Linked DNA regions of Scylla paramamosain: region 2 is linked to region 1. Evidence: chromatin contacts called from public Hi-C data. All regions are on one chromosome and are shown on one strand. The core of a region is the stretch at or near the end of the contact, and the rest is flanking DNA. Distances in the headings are between cores, read along the strand shown. Region 1 overlaps LOC135103801. Region 2 overlaps LOC135103803 (transcriptional repressor p66-alpha-like).

The links. A called contact is a pair of places that touch in the nucleus more often than the background predicts.
Region 2: a Hi-C map of muscle shows a contact between it and region 1, with 4 times the contacts expected there. The contact joins two enhancer-like sites. A contact is called at or near these places in 2 of 2 Hi-C or Micro-C datasets (muscle and testis).

The regions. Positions count from the first base shown.
Region 1 is chr9:26,817,709-26,820,657 of ASM3559412v1, forward strand. It overlaps LOC135103801, which reads left to right. Exons shown (of 14, transcript XM_064010571.1): 11 at 80-429; 12 at 1,003-1,184; 13 at 2,526-2,910. Among protein-coding and RNA genes, the nearest start is that of LOC135103802, 29 kb to the left of the region's middle. Within about 2 kb of position 1,408, the one cell type or tissue checked has an H3K27ac peak away from gene starts, as active enhancers do.
Region 2 is chr9:26,951,308-26,954,095 of ASM3559412v1, forward strand. LOC135103803 (transcriptional repressor p66-alpha-like) reads left to right here. Exons shown (of 11, transcript XM_064010600.1): 2 at 1,543-1,783. The coding sequence starts at 1,767. Among protein-coding and RNA genes, the nearest start is that of LOC135103803, 6.5 kb to the left of the region's middle. Within about 2 kb of position 1,359, the one cell type or tissue checked has an H3K27ac peak away from gene starts, as active enhancers do.

The DNA of each region.
Region 1 (2,949 bases), core at 158-2,657:
ACACACACACAAAGCAGCTGCCTTGTGTGGATCAACTGACCTTTTGCAATCTCCTCATTTCCTTGCATCATCACTTCAGGCTGAGCAGAGCCGCCACACATATGAGGCAGCCACCAGGCAGCTTGTGGACTTCCTTCATACTGTAAACTCCACCCTGAACAATGCTAGCCACCTGTACCCTAGCCACAGTCCCACCATCAGCCCCACGTGCTCCATCAACTCCTCTGCCAGCACCACCACCACTAAGACCTCCTCAAGCGTCCCTGCCGAGGCCGAGGATGACCCTCCCTACAGGTTGGGTCGGCCCAGCACACCGCCAGTGGATGCACCTGCCTCCCACTCCACACCAGCACACAGGAGGAATGCAGAGGCCATGAAGAAGGCAGGCAGTGTGTGGGCACTGCCGACTCATAACCATCAGCACAAAAAGTAAGTCTTCAAGATACATGTGAGCTGTTATTCTTAATGTTTTGTTTGTAGATGTGGTTGTTGTGCCATTAATTCTCAGATCGGTGTTTAGGTTTATACTTTTTCTGGTGTAAGTCTTAAAGATACCTGTAATTTGTTATTCTTTGTGTGTTTGTTGTTTGTTGACATGTTTGTTTTGTCATTGATTCTGTGATCTATGTTTAAATTTATATTTATTTTGGTTTGTATTTTGTTACTATGTGTTGTGGGTAAGTAAGGTGATCAGATTAAATTAGGATTGGATGATTGGGTAATTACTGTATTTTTGTCTGTCTGTATTTATTTATTTATTTTACTTGATTTATTTTGCAGTTGTAGAGAAAAAGGAAAGTATGTGCATCATAATAATTTACAGCCATTTCACTTATGCCATCATTTGGAAAATTAACTGAAATCTTAATGTTGATGGGTTACTGCATTTTAAGGGATCCCTTCATCTCCCTTAAGAATTGAAGGCAATGAAAATTAACTTTTGACCATAAAAAAAAACAAGTGCATGCTGTTCATCTTTTCTCACCTGCTGTGCCTGTGTAGGGTGAGCCGGGCTGCCAGCACCCATTGTGTAGCGACTGCTGCCTCAAGCTACCATAGCGAGCCCACAGCAGCAGCAGCCGCCTCCCCAGGGCACGAGAGAACACGGCCCCTCACCACAGACTTCCTTGCTTCCCGTGCCAGGGAACTCCTCACCTCACTCAAGTCTCTCATGAGAAGCGACAGTAAGTTACTGAGGGAAGACTTTTGTTGAATAATATTGCTACTTCCTCTCAGAATTATTAGTTTTGCATTGTTTTGAAAGCCACAATGGTAGGTGATGAATATTGATTACTTTAAGGTAGAATTTGATTTTCTGTAGATGTGTAGTGGAGTGTAGTAGAGTGGTCCACAACACTGTCCATTCCAGCAGGAGCCAACAGGGGGAAGAATGTTGCTTTGTCTGGGCCACCCTGTGTGGAATTGCTGACCTGTTACATAGATGGATAAATGTGACTATTACATCTTCATAGTGCCCAAGAGTACAGGGACCTCTTTGCCTAAATATTTTATTTCATTATAGCTTCCTGTTTACATGCCATGCTGTGTAATGTTTAGATGACTGGAAACTGTAACAAAGTAATTTTTCATAACACCACCAGTACTTGAATGTTCTCTTCATTACAGGAAGATAGAACAGAAAAATATTATAACTTGCCTTTCTTTTATCATCCCAGGGTGCCATTCTGCTATATTTTTCATCTGTGATCTGTTGGACACACTAATTCATTTGCTAATGTCTGCTTTTATTGTAATTAAGAAGTTTTCAACTTTAGTCTGCCATAATCATAGTGTACCCTAAAACTTCAAGTTTTTTTGACTGGTGCTGGTTTTCTGTACTGTAAGGGTGACTGAAGTATATTGTGCATCATTCTACTGACTACTTCTGTTGTTACTATGTTCCACTTCAGTCTTGAGTCTGGTTTTTATTTATTTAATCATTATAGTTTTCATGCACAAGGGAAGCTGACTTAGGATAAAAAATTAATTCAGGAGAAAAATGCCCACTATTTGTCTCCCAAAAATGAAAAGTAAAGAATTTCAAAGTAAGAACCCTTTCAGAATTCCTTGTTCCCTTGAAGTTCCCTTGAAAGGCCTCACTTGTTGGCTTGTCTCAAACCTCTCCACCTCTCCATGCTCTTTTCACAGTGTTACAATCCCTTTACACTATTATCTTTCAGAGATTGAATATCAGTTCCCTAACGCACTGGTATCTTACTCCATGCATTGTCTGCCTTTGATGTACTGGCAAAACACTCCATTTGGCAGTAAATTATTTTTGTGATATTTTACGTACTCTTAATTGTTGCAATAGAGACAGCTTGTGTTTTACCACCATACACCTTAAGTGGCCCTTTTTATTTATTTTTTTTCTTAGCCATTTTTTTTTTTTTTTTTCATCTGAGCCCTTCGTAATTAAAATATTAATGATGAGTAAAAAACATATATAACAATCTTTTACAATTAATCCCTTTTGTACTGAACTGGACTCCTGTATTAAATTAAAAATCCCTTCTCACCATCAGGTGTTTTGAAGCTCAACTTGGAACCAAAGAAATCAACCAGTGGGAGGAACAGACACAGCAGCAGCAGAAGTGCAAAGACTGACAGCACTCCTACACCTGACACTGAGGTGCCAGCCAAGACCCCCACTATCATAACAAACCCCCAGAGTGATGAGGCTGAAGGCTGCAGGCGACCCACCACCCTCAGCCTGCCTGGTGGTGTGGTGGGGAGGGAGAGAACCAACACCATGCAGAGTGAAACCAATGCTAGTCCAACAGTAAGTCAAAACCCTGATGCCGTGAGTACAGCCACAACGCCACCCCCAAGAATTGGCACGGGTAAGACCAGAGAAGACACACTCCTGCCCCAGACGTCTGCAGTGAATGGTAACTCACAGCCACTAAGGTAAGTTGCTCTGGTTTTTATCTACACTTACTGATAAGT
Region 2 (2,788 bases), core at 109-2,608, 130 kb after region 1:
TAGTGGATCCATCAAAATATTCTTTTAAATACCCCAATCACAAGTGAAAGAAACCATGTAAGTACGTTGTGTTACATCAGGCTCTCTTGTCTAGCTGGCCACTTATCATTTCATTGACTCTTGTAGCTGGAAGATAAACAGCATTTAAGATAATGTCAGGGCAAGGAGCAGCAGAGTAACAAGGTGATTATACTAGAAGTCACTGATTATTAGGTAACCTATTTAGGGGATACTAGTAATATATGGTAGGTGAGAATTAGTTCTCCGCTGTGTGTGTGTGTGTGTGTGTGTGTGTGTGTGTGTGTGTGTGTGTGTGTGTGTGTGTGTGTGTGTGTGTGATACCTTCTGAGTTTTCCTCCATTTTGGGGCTTGTCAGACAGGTGTATTGATTGATTTATTATACTCCTGGCATCATATGCATATTATGCTTGTCCTACACTTGCAAAATGGCATGCTTGAAGGTGGGAGGAAAAAAGACGAAACGATGAAAGGAGATGCTTCATCATCTCTAGCGTTTCCTTGGAATGAAGTTTCTGAGGTAGGGATCCCCTCCCGCTTTTGTCACTGTAATGCACTTTTCAAAACTCAGAAAATGGAAAGATGGGATAGTTTCTTATTTTCATATTCAGTTTATTTTACAGCCTGCATATTTCTAGTTTTAGTTACTTAACTATAACTTCAGGACTAATTGTCCATTTTCTAAAGCTTTGGATAGTAATGTCTCAATTTTCATGTCTTCATGCAGCCAACATGTTAAATTGCATCACAGTTTGTAAGGGAAGGAGTGGCATAGGGAGTAAAGCTTCATCTGTCAAAGCTCAAGATTCTGCTTAGTGGCTTTATTCTGTCTGGTTACATGTAACTAGTGGCTTGTGTGGTGGTGAAGTGCATCACTCCAGAGTTGGGTCTTGCCTCCTAACACTCCATCACTGCAGCACATTTACAAGCAGTAGCCGTAGCATTGTAGCACCCACACATCTAACACCACTGTACTTTTCCACATGTTTATGATAATTGTTTTTGACTTAGCATTAGGGACTGGCACTCATGTAGGCCTCTCTCTCTCTCTCTCTCTCTCTCTCTCTCTCTCTCTCTCTCTCTCTCTCTCTCTCTCCTCTCTCCTCTCTCTCTCTCTCTCTCTCCTCTCTCTCTCTCTCTCTCTCTCTCTCTCTCTCTTTTTTTTCCAATGTTCCTCTGGCATAAAAAAATAAAAATAAATAAATAAGTAAAACAAGTTCCACAGATACCTTTGTTATAGACCAAATCATCTAATGCCCTCCATTGTAATATAGTTGAATAGTTGTTAGTTCCACTGTTTCATGAAAGGAAGCATGGCAGGTAGTAGCTTAGGTCTGCGCAGACCCCCACGGTAAACACATCACGTGCCTGTGCCGTTACTGATTGCCTTTGTATAATACTGTACATGCCCAGCAGCCCCCAATGGTGCCCATTGGAAGAGAAGTAAATATAAATGTAATGATGACAATTGCATGTTTGTAGGATTTGATCATATTTGTAATGAAATGTGTAATTCCCTTACAGCAAGATAAACCAGGAAAAAAGTGAAAATTTTCCAAGTGAAATAATTGTTGATCATGCTGAAGTAAACCTAAAGTTGAAAAATAAAGCTTTACCTGATTAAGGAAAAGGAGAAAAGATAAAGAGGACATAAAAGACTTGAAATGTTGTGAAGTGAAAATGTTCATCAAGAAGTAAAGGTCTGTTGTGCATAATTGTGTGAGGACCACCAAGCATTCAGGGCCATCATGGATCTCAGTGTCAGGTAAGACCTCCCCTCATTTGTTGTGGGCTCTTGGGTTGGCTGCAGGCCATCACTCCCTCATCTGCTGGGTCTTTTGGCTGCGGCAGAGCACAGACACCATTGCCTCACCTCTTTCAGCTGTGGGGACAACCCGAAAGAAGGACAAAACTGCTCATGTCCCAGTATTCCCTTTACATGTATTCCTTACTACTAGGAGTCAATTTCATAACATCAACAGCAGTTTCGTTTTTCTCATCGGCATCACTCACCACCCATGTCTTTCCTTTCCCCGCAGACTTTTATTTATTTTTGTTTATTTATTTATTTATTTATATATTTATATATTTATATATTTATTTATTTATTTATTTATTTATTTATTTTCTCCCTCCATTATGTTGCTTGATGTGAACCTTGAATATGAGGAACTTACCAGCCTCTATACAATTGCTTTGGTTATTGGTGTCTATTACAACTATGTGTCAGGTCCTATTATAGAAAATGGAAAAGCACCAGTTTCTTCCTGGCTCGTCTCTTTGGCTGTTCAAGATGACTCCTATTGGTGCATTTATTGCTGCACTAAATCTTTGGGAGCTGTTAAAAACTCTCTCTCTCTCTCTCTCTCTCTCTCTCTCTCTCTCTCTCTCTCTCTCTCTCTCTCTCTCTCTCTCTCTCTCTCTCTCTCTCTCTCTCTCTCTCTCTCTCTCTCTCTCTGGTTAGCATGAGGGGCACAGGAAGCCATGGGTAAGATCTGTTGTGTTGGTGCTTTTGCTTTTTCTTGGCCTGTGTTCCCCTCGCGTGTCGTGATGCTTGGTGTCGTATCCACCAGTGTTTTTCGTTCCCTTGTTTATTGATTTATTTTATTTTTATTTTATTTTTATTGCTTCTATTTAGTTTAGTGACACATAATAGTCTTTTAAAATTATACAGGTAATATTTATCCATAGAAAGACAATAGGGTAATATTATCAGTGTTTTTATGATATGTATGGTGTCTCCCTGGCTGTGTGCATGGTTGTCATTTGA